2 separate regions of the Gossypium hirsutum genome follow, and region 2 is linked to region 1. Evidence: chromatin contacts called from public Hi-C data. All regions are on one chromosome and are shown on one strand. The core of a region is the stretch at or near the end of the contact, and the rest is flanking DNA. Distances in the headings are between cores, read along the strand shown.

Region 1 (5,649 bases), core at 306-2,805:
TTATTAAATAAAATAATTGTTTCAAATATAATTATTTTTATTAAATATAATTTACCATACTATAATGTAGGTGAAAAAATAATGATATTTGAAATAATTATTTGATTTTATAATATTAAAATTTACCATACCCATAATATAAGTAAAAAATAAATATTTATAAAAATTATATATAAGAAAAATATATCAAAATAATTAGTTGATATTTAAAAAAAATAAAATATATTTAACATAGATATATAATATATATTTTTATTATACAATTACATACTTATTATTTTGTCTAAATAAAAAAGTTATTAACCATGACATAGAAGAAAAATAAATATAAAAAATATATTTAATAAAATAATATTTTGATTTTATAATATTAGAATTTACCATACTACAATGTAGATGAAAATAATAAATATTTAACATATAAAAATTATATATAAAATATATATATCAAAATATTACATATTTATTAGTTTATCTATATAAATAAAAAAGTTATTATTAAAAATATGGATTAAAAATAAAGAAAATATATGCATTAAAAATAAAAATCGAAGCATTCGAATCTAGGCCATTTGAATAAAAACACCAAAATTTTAGTATTTTTAGAGGACGAAAAGGTTTAGGTAAATTTAAATATAAAAGTTTAAATAATATAATTATTCTTATGCAAGTATTGTTTGATTGAGTTATTTCACGAAAAATTTTTGATAAATTTAATGATTGAATTGGTGTCAGTTAATTCGTGATATCAAGCTTGATTAAAATTAATAAAATAACTTTTCATATTTTATAATTTTGGAGGTGTTTGCATTTATCTCTAATTGAATATAATTTTTATTGTCCTAAGACATGTCTAAGGATTGAGCTACTTGTCCAAGCTTGAAGCTCGCTTAATAATTGGAAGGGTTTTGTCAAAAACATTAAATCCAAAAATTTAACTAAAGTGAAAAATATAAATTCATTTAAAATATGGATCAAACTTGAACCCTAGTAGTCAATGCTCAAACTAGGCCCAACTTATTTTGTAATTGTATAATATATTATTTTCTTTATTTTTTATATAGTATGTAATTTATATCATATGAGAATTATATATAAAATATTTTAATGTAAATATTAAAAATATGTTTAAGCTCATGTTTAAATTTTAAATAAAATTAAAATATAAAATTTATTTAATATAAAAAAGAACAAACTAATATAACCGACTTAAATGGGTTTGGGCTATCTTGAAATTTGAGGCGTATATGGGGATCCGACATGAACAATTATATATGATGTTAATTCCATATATGGATTAGGACCGAATATGACTTGACCATGAACACCTTTACATAAGTAGATAAATTTTATTCAAGATGGGCCATTCGGCAAATTGGTGGTCTTCCATTTTGGGGAAATGTCGATGATGAATATATATATATAGTAGAAGGCAAGACAAAATGTTTAAATAAATTTCGTCGGTATCGAAAGTTTTTGAGAAGTTTGCAATTGGGCCCTCAAACAGACAGTTGACTTCTATCAAACCGAAAGAAAAGGGCCTACGCGGCCACATGTGCGGTGGGCCCAAGATAAGGCCCAACAACATCCACATACTTCTTGCTTTGGACTGTTAGCCGTCCGATCATAAGAATCACATCACTTTTTTCACGACGTTGATGTTAGTGAAATTATATATATATATATTAGTAATAAAAATAGAGGGATTAAATTATATTAAATTAAATTTAAAAAAAATTAAAATTTTAGCATAATAAACTAATAAAAAGAACTAGTGAGAAATTACTAATTGCATATTTCTACGTTTTGGGTTTTTGATATAGTTGTAGGTTGTTGTTTTTTGTATTAAGACAAAACATTAACAATAATAGAATTAAATTATGTCAGAAAATATAAAAACTAAAATTTTAAATTAAATATAATATAAAGATTCTATTATTGATATTTGTCAGTTTGATAATATTATTTACTATGCTCTTGAAGTGATGCCACGACCTTTTAAAAAAATAAAAACAATGTTAAGAAACCATATCATCCATTTAACACTAACAAGTAGCAGCTTACTAACATTACAAAAAATCAAATTATACTCCCATCACTACAACCTTAATATTACATTTCAAGTTTCTATTTCATATACGAACTATCAACAAGAAACACAACTACATCTCTCAATACAATTTTTCATTATATATAATCACAAGTATTTTGATTTGATTTACGACTACAACTTAATCTTTTTTTCTAAATAAAAAGTAAAATCTCGTGTTTGTTTGTAAAAGGCAGGCGTCAACTTGAATGTGTCACTGAGCAAATATCTTGAACAACGTAAAAATATGCATAGGTTTCTATAATAATAATGTCAGCTAGTTTTACGGTCTAGCAGATAGCCATATAATCCTATTGTCGGATTGGTGTTGCATAGGAGACAAATCAAATTAGACCCATGTGAATGTCCAGTTAAAACGACCTTACTCCATTAGATATGGTACTGTTTTTTTTTACCATTTTTTATCACTATCTTACAACCATCAAAATTAGTCCTCATTATCCAACTTCCTATTTTTCCATGTTTATACTATGTTTCTATTTTTATTTTGAAGTTATAACCCATCCAATAGAAACAACTATTATAAGCATTGAATTAAATAATTAATTTAACAAGATCTCATATATTTATATACGTGAGACTTAAATTTAAAAATTCAAAATTTTATAACTGTAACTTTATCATGAAATTTAAATTTTATTAGTGATTTAATTAATATAATTTAATTTAACATAATTTGATTTTTTACTTTTGTAATATCATTATTTGGTAAAATGTTAGATCTATTTTTTTCTCTAAAAAACACTCCTTTCAATTTATTATGTTGACATGATTTTTTTTTAATTTTTAATTTTATGTTTGAAAGGATTAAGAAAGCTATCTGTAATAGATGTTAATTATTTTAAATTAATTGATGATAATATAAAAGTAAAAGGGGAAAGTGTAGTGACTAATTCTTATGTTGAAGCACAATTTGACCTTATTTAAGATATAGGCTCCTCACTATTGTTTGGTACAAGGGAATTTAAAACAGTGTTTTTCTTCTCTCCTTTTCGAAGGAGTTTGCTGAGCCACTTGTTTTTGACAACTCGAAGAATCTGAGAGATGTCTTCAGATTACCTACAAAATGATTGTGAAGAATCACAGAAGATTTATCTAGGTACCCCCCTTGGGATGCTTACTTGACCAGATAAGGATACCCCATTTCTCATATTATTATTTTGATTTGCATCCATTTGGATGGAGAAAATTCAAGTTTTTAAGGTTTTTTTTTATGATTTTGAATTCGGACTAATATTTTTCATTTTTAGTTTGAATCAATTTTAATTTTGGGTCGAGTTTGAGTTAGTTTAGGTTGGGATAAATCTTAAAATTATACATAAATTTTGATCTAATGTACAATTTATTACAGTAACTTTATTTTTGTGTAATTTTATAATGAAATTTTAATTTAATTCAGTTCTCATAATTTATTAGCACTATTATTGATATAACATCATTTTATGTTTATATATTGCATATACAGATAATTATATTTATCTAATATAAAAATGATTTGTTGTATTTATTTAAATGTGTATAATTGAATCAACTAAAGTTTCATGTATATAATTACACCAAATCAAAGTTCATATATCAAATTGCACATTACATCAAAGTTTATGTATAATTTTGAGATTTATTCCTTTTAGCCTTTAGGCTGGACACTTGAGTTTTTCAAATTACTTGTTTGGGCCATTTGGAGTTTTTAGTTAATTTGCGTCTAGACTAGACATGTTGAGGTCATTAGATTTTCGGTAAAATATCCAATTGGTTTCCTAATTTTTAGTGCACTCTCAATTTAATCACACAAAATGAAATTTTTGCAATTTCGTCACTTAACGGTTAAATCTCTAACAACGGTTGATTATATATTCCATGTTATGTTTACACTTTCATTTTGGTCACCCAACTTCTAGGTCGCTTTCATTTCGGTTATAAAAAAAAATCATTTCTGAAGCATTGATTGGGTAAAAAAAAATTAAGAATTAAAGAAAAAAAAGTGATAGAAACTAAAATAATGCATTAAAAATTTGTGAAATTGTATTTGTTTATCCCATTGCCAAAAAGTCTATTTTTTTCAATATTGAAATATTAAATTTCAAAGCATCAAAATCAATTAAGTAAATTGTTGAAAATTTTTTATCCATTGATAATGTCAACCGATTTGTTGCTTGAACATTGAAATTAATTAAATTAATTAAATTAATTAATTTCATCTCCTTCTAAATTTTATTTTATTTTTTTGTTTTGAGATTATTATTAATGAAATCAACTAAAATAACTCATATTTATTAATTGTCTATGAAACTTAATTTTTTATTATATAATCTCGAGCCTACCATGCTAAGTTAAAAACAAAGAAAAATCCATTAATTTCTTGTTCTTCATTTGGGTAAAGAGGTGATGGAAAATTATGGATTTTGCTTGGCATGGAAGATAAAATTAATTAATTGAAAATTTTTTCTTTGTTTTTAGCTTAGCATGGAAGATTTAAAATCATATAGTTAAAAAGAAATTTGGATTTCATAGACGACTATTAAAGATGAGTTATTTGCGTTGACTTTAATTTGGAAATGTAAAAATAAAAATTTAAAATTTAGAAGGAGATTAAATTAATTAAATTAATTAATTTCAATATTATAATAACAAATAAACTAGCATTATCAAGGGATACAAATTTTTCAGTAATTTATTTAATTGTTCATTATTGAAAAAAGAATAAGAACTTTCAACAAGGGGTATGTAATACCCAATTTGCCTGGCCCAAAAGCACAAACACAAACCAAAAATAAAATACATAAATAAATAAACTAATAGCAGTCTTTTTTTTAATGTTTAGTATTACAAAGCCCAAATCTAACATAAACCCGATTCTAAACCCAATACAATACCAAACCCACCAGCCTAAATTAAATTACCCAATACACCACCTAATTACAAAACCCAACTACAAAATAGCCCAAACCCGAATTTCCTAATACTCAACCTAATTAGCCCAATGCCGAATCTAACCCCAATCAGGAAACCCTAGCCTTCAACAGCTTTCGGCTCCAGCCGCCGCACGAGGAAACTGGGTTCGTTCGCGTGTGTGCCACAATATCCGACTCCTCTACGCGCGCCTTTTCCTGGCCTCGCCTGCAACAAACAAAAACGAACAAAGCAGCAGGCAAAAGGAGCAAAATAGCAGAAGGGGCCAATGAATAAATAGATTTATTTTATTTTATTTACTATAATTTTTTTGATTTTGGCTATAAAAGGGCCAAAGGAGTATGTACTAAGGATTTTTTTTTACAGATACTGAATACAAAAAAAACTCAAAGAGGTGATTTCCTGATTTTTTTTTCTCTCTTCATTTATTTTTGTTCTATTTTTCTTTCTTCTTTGCAAAACAAATAGAATAAAGGAGGGAGTATACTTACCTGCACGGAGACGATGACAGAGCCTTATCTGCTCCGTCCAAATCGGAGCTAGATGAGGCTTTGAATTTGTTGAGGCGGTGGGTGAGAAAGAATGAGGGGCATAGGGTTGCTGATTGTTTTGAAAAGAAAAAGAAAAAT
Region 2 (5,447 bases), core at 2,646-5,145, 250 kb before region 1:
TTGATACCTACAAGAAAGCTTACTCTTTTCTAATGCAGCCTATATATAGGCCACATGATTGGGAAAAAAATAGTATTCAACCAATGCTACCTCCTATTGAAAGGAAGATGCTTGGGAGGCCCAAAAAGATTAGGAGGATGGCCAAAGATGAATAAAAAAATTGAAGCCTGGTCACTTGAGTAGGAAATGTCTACTCATGACATGAACTCAATATGGCCAACCTGGCCATAACAAGCGGTCTTGCATAAATTTGAAACAGGTACAGTGTTGTTCTTCAGTTAAATATATTGAGTAAATTTTTTATTTTATTTTTTCTAACCAATGATTATGATCCATTTTTTGTAGCAAGATGCACAACCACCTAAACAAAAGGGAAAATCTTCCATTAAAAGTTCAACTACCTTAGATAAATCTAAAGGAAAGCAAACATTTTGTGTAAGTTTCTTCCTTTTACTATTGATATGAGTTATTTTATATATTGTTAATATTAATATAAAATACTCTTGTAGTCTGGTAGAACCACAAAGAGCATGACGACAACTTCATGCCAATATGGTAATGGACAAACTTCTTCAACACCCAAGTCGTGAAATAACAAGCGAAAGGCTCCTCTCGAACACCTGGGAACACAAGAATCAGTTGCAGGAAACATGAGTAAATCATCGTTATTTTGTTTTGAATGACTTCTGTTGTTTGTCTTGTGATTCACTATGATAACTTACTTTTGAACTTGTGCCATAATTCATTTATCTATTTGTATCTGTTTTCTATTTCACAGGACCATCTCGCTACAGCTCGTGATCTAAAAAGTACAGTGTAAGGTATTTTGCCTACAACATTCTGGTTTTGGAACAGAAGATGGTAGTCACATTTTGAGCCTACAACATTCTGGTTTTGGAATACACCATTGTTGAATGTTATTTTGTTGTATTGAAAACCAATATGTTGGTTTTTTTTTTGGTTCATGTATAGCTCACTCACATTTTGGTTTTTGGCTGGTATAGCGTTGATGGTGTATAGGGTGAATGGTGTATAAACTAATCATATGCTTTTGTAAAGTACATTTATCCAAATTGTAATGGGGAAATCATATACTTAAATGACCAAATTTGTCCTTTTAGTCTTATGTTTATTGTCACTGTATTATTTATTAAGCTAAATTAAATTAGGCATAAACGACAAATATTGGTCATTACTTCCAAGCATAATGTTAAATTACATAAAAAAAAACCAATATTTGTCAATCAACATTTGCAACTGCTAGCTGCATATGCCTCTTACCACTACTGCTAAAAAAGAAACCTATGGTGATGCATACAATACATAACATAGAGCAAGAAAATAATATCTTATACATTGGCTTCTCTTTCTTGATAACTTTAATTTTTTGCTTCATGGTCAACATTTTCTTCCGTAATGATACTTCTCCTTCAACACCACAAATTGATCTACCTCTTTTAACCTCAATGCTAACAACACTACTGCCACCATTATGGTTACCATCAAATGCAACCAAATCCATAGCATTCTTTCTAAGTGCTAAATTATCCTTCAAAAGATTTCGTTCACTATCATGCAATTGACGCTGTAACTTAGTCGCACGTTCACACATTTTCCCATCGTACCACTTGAGAAATCACAACCACCGTCCTACAAACAAATCCCAATTCAACCAAATTGAAATAATCCAAAATGAAAACAAAACAAATACTGAGATTTATGAAATCATCAAAATTGAGCTCAAGCTCAATTTGCAAATAAAAAATCTTCTCTTACCCGAAAATCTGAACAACCATGAAATCTCCTCCCGGGATTTAAATCGCTCCATGAAGTGTCTCTTGGAGCTAAATTATTACAGTGACATTTTACTACTGGTCCATCATAGGTATACTCCTTCCGCAATGAAGTAACAACATTTGCATATGACGATTTTTTCTTCGAACCATGCGTTACCCAACCTCTAGATTGACTATTTGAACTATGTGAATCCATGATTTCAAACGACAAGGAAGAAAAATAAAAATTCCCAAAAAGATTAAGGATTTCACGATTTGGTTCTAAGGGATTTAACGATTTCGTTCCTAATAGTTTTAGGGATTCAATGATTTGATTCGTAAAAAATTTAGGGAGTTCAAGAATGTTTAGGAATGCTAACGATTTAGGGATTTCAAAATTTAGGGATTTGAAGATTTTAGGGATTCAATAAAGATTTTGAAGGTTAGTTATTTGGGGAATTTCATGATTTGGAGATTTTAGAAGTTGGGAAAAAAGTATCGAATTTGGGGGTTTAGGGATTTAGGAGTTTTTTTGTTTTATGATTATTAAATTTGTTTAATTTTTTACCACGTCAGCTTATTTATTTTAATGCCAGCCACGTCATCAGTCAACTGGAACGGCACATAAACCAATTTTTTTGACTGGCTGTTGACTAACGGTTACTGTTTCAACTGGGTTGATGTTTGAAAAATTCGTTACGTGAAGGGCCGATTTCAGAAAAAAAAGGTTAATTAGGGGCATATATCCAAAAGCCCCCAAATGTTGAGGGCTTTTTTTACAATTATGCCTAATATGTATTGTGCTCTCTAAACTTGGCTACTTGTATCTAGATGATACCTATTTTTTGTTTTTTTTACATAATTGGTACTCAAACTTGGATTCCATCACACATTATGGTGCGAGTTAGAATTTGATTATGTGACGAAAATAACTAATCATACGACGACATGTAACAGGCTCAAAACATGACATAAGACAAGCCGTAATAAAAAATTTTAAAAAATAAATTTATAAAAAAAGTATAAAAAATATTTTGTAAAAAAGTAACTTAAAATGATGACATGTGACTCTTTAAATGTAGTAAAAACACATTATATTTGTTGGTAAAATTCTATATTTCCACAAATAATGTAAATTATAATAAATTTATTTATTTTAAATTTTCTTAAATTGATATCCTTTTCTTTCATTGAAAGCACTTTAGGCTTTATTCAGTGCAATGGTTCGCTTCTCAATGCCTTGACTCCATCGCCATTTTTTTTTCCAAAATAGTATTTGACATTCATTTACTTTCGTTATCAAGAATGTTCATTGATCCTATTATCAATGCTTCGTAAAAGAATGTTCATATTTTTCCCCATTAATTCAAATATTTTAATATTTTTTAAACTTATCGTAACTAAGTTAATAAACAAACATGAACATATTTTTAAAACACAAATAACAATAATAATAAACCAACAAACAAGAGCAGAAGTCCAGTTACGTGGACGCTGGTTAAAATATAATTAGGATATAGCATTTATTCTTAAAATGGTGGATCGGACCCATTGAAGATATCAGCAGTTTGAGGCATCTCCATTTCTTCCAACCGGTGACCCCAATTAAACGCAGGCCTCAAGTTTTTTAAATACGAGTTGATATTATAAACACAGTTTACTTATCAAGAATCAATCATCAATGGCAAAAAAATAAAATAAAAATTATAATGTAATAAAACATTATACAGCAAGATCTGAGAGCACTGTAAACCCTAGATTGGCTACATCACAGCTTACATACTTTTATATTATCAAATAGTTGCATATATATACATATACATATATATATCCTATATTCCTACCAAACAATCAAAGGGGGAACTTGTTATAGGGACAAAGGGTGAAAATGGTGATAAATGAACTGGGATAGAGTGATGATTGATTGAGGAAGAAGAAAAGGGGTTAAATGAGTAGTAAAGAAGGGGTGAAAGTGGTAAAGAGAGATTTTATGTTGGAACCTTAAATACAACCTCATGAAAAGAAACAACTATAAGTTTTAGAAAAATTACTCTTCATAAACAGTAAAAGTTGAAAAAGGAGAAGAAAAAGAGGTTGAGTGGTTGTAGAGAAGAGAAGCCCCAATTGAGCCATGGGATGTATAGGATGGGGTGATGACCCATTTCTTATGTGGGTCATATCTCTCTCTCAGCGCTTATAAGTGTTGTATGAGTTATTGGGAAATGATGGGAGCCGAAAGAAAAAAGGCTTTAGATCCTTTGGCTTTTTATCACGAAATAGCTAATACCATTATAGCAACTCTCTTTTAAGTCTTCTTCATTCAATAATATTACCTCAACATTTCTCTTTGCAGAGAAAAAAAAAGAAGAAAAAGAGTAAGAAAAAACAGGTACTTAAATGGCTGAGCTACAACATTCAGAGACAGAGAGCAGCTCAAATTCAACCTCATCGCCGCCGCTATCACCATCTAACTCAACCCCTAACTCAACTACTACGACCCGAAACCATAAACCCGAAACTTTCACTTCGGGTTCTACTAAAAAACCCAAGACAATGAGGGACTCAAGCAAGCGCACCGTTTACCGGGGTGTCCGAATGCGAAGCTGGGGCAAATGGGTGTCCGAAATTCGGGAGCCACGTAAGAAATCCCGCATTTGGCTGGGCACTTTCCCTACCCCAGAAATGGCAGCTCGTGCGCATGATGTAGCCGCTTTGAGCATCAAAGGCAACTCCGCCATCCTCAACTTCCCCGAACTGGCCGACTCGTTACCTCGGCCCGTGTCTTTAGCACCACGTGACGTCCAAGCTGCGGCAGCCAAAGCTGCCCAAATGGACAAATTCGACTCCCCATCATCATCATCTTCTTCTTCTTCTTCGACTTCTATGTCCACTTCAACATTATCATCTTCGTCATCGGTTTCCTCTTTGGTTTCTCACATGGAGTTGTCTTCTGGGCCAGACGAGTTAAGCGAGATAGTGGAGTTGCCGAGCCTCGGGACGAGTTATGATTCAGTCGAGTCGAAGAACGAGTTTGTTTTCATGGACTCAGTGGATGGGTGGTTGTACCCTCCACCATTGCTTCAAAATATGGAAGATTGTGGGTATGTTTGTGATCAATTAGTAGTGCCAGAAAGCATTTTACAAAATGGTTTTGAACAAGGCTTGCTATGGGATTATTAGTTTCTTTTTATTTCCTTGTGTGTGTGTGGGGGTGTTTTTTTGGTTGTGATTTGTGACTCTGAGTGTGTATCTTTTTCTCTTTTCTGGTTTTAAGCCTTTATACTTTTTCTTTGAAGGGCTAAACCTCTTTTGCTTTTTTTTTTCTATCTCTGCTCATGCTGATATCAATGGATCAATCCCTGTACAGTGTTGTTGCAAAACAAAAATTTGAAACCCAGTTCAACAATGAAAAATTCCATGCCTTATTTTCATGCAATCTTCCTTTAGAACTACAATTTGCAGCTTGCAAAAATAGAAAAAAAGGAATAATAATTAAAATGGAAAATGGGAAACTGTCACTAAAAGAAAGCTCTGAGGTATTCTTCTTCCTCTTCTTAATGAACGATGAATACTGGGAGAGATTGCTTTTGGCAGATGGTGAAATACAGTGAGGAGTGAAAGTGACAATTATCCCCATTAAGGATAACAATATCTATCTACCCTTTTTCTACT

The links. Hi-C and Micro-C count contacts between places; a contact is called where the count stands out from the background.
Region 2: a contact with region 1 is called in a Hi-C map of leaf, with 2.7 times the contacts expected there. The contact joins the promoter of LOC107901529 here to the enhancer-like site in region 1. A contact is called at or near these places in 10 of 34 Hi-C or Micro-C datasets (anther, callus, fibers and 4 more).

The regions. Positions count from the first base shown.
Region 1 is chrD06:20,701,952-20,707,600 of Gossypium_hirsutum_v2.1, reverse strand. No RefSeq gene overlaps it. Among protein-coding and RNA genes, the nearest start is that of LOC121218511, 31 kb to the right of the region's middle. Within about 2 kb of position 1,555, at least 3 of the 9 cell types and tissues checked have an H3K27ac peak or open chromatin away from gene starts, as enhancers often do. A contact at or near this core is called in hypocotyl and leaf, where this site is marked.
Region 2 is chrD06:20,953,889-20,959,335 of Gossypium_hirsutum_v2.1, reverse strand. LOC107901529 (dehydration-responsive element-binding protein 3) reads left to right here and starts at 3,895. Exons shown (of 1, transcript XM_041095777.1): 1 at 3,895-5,204. The coding sequence starts at 4,173. The coding sequence ends at 4,955.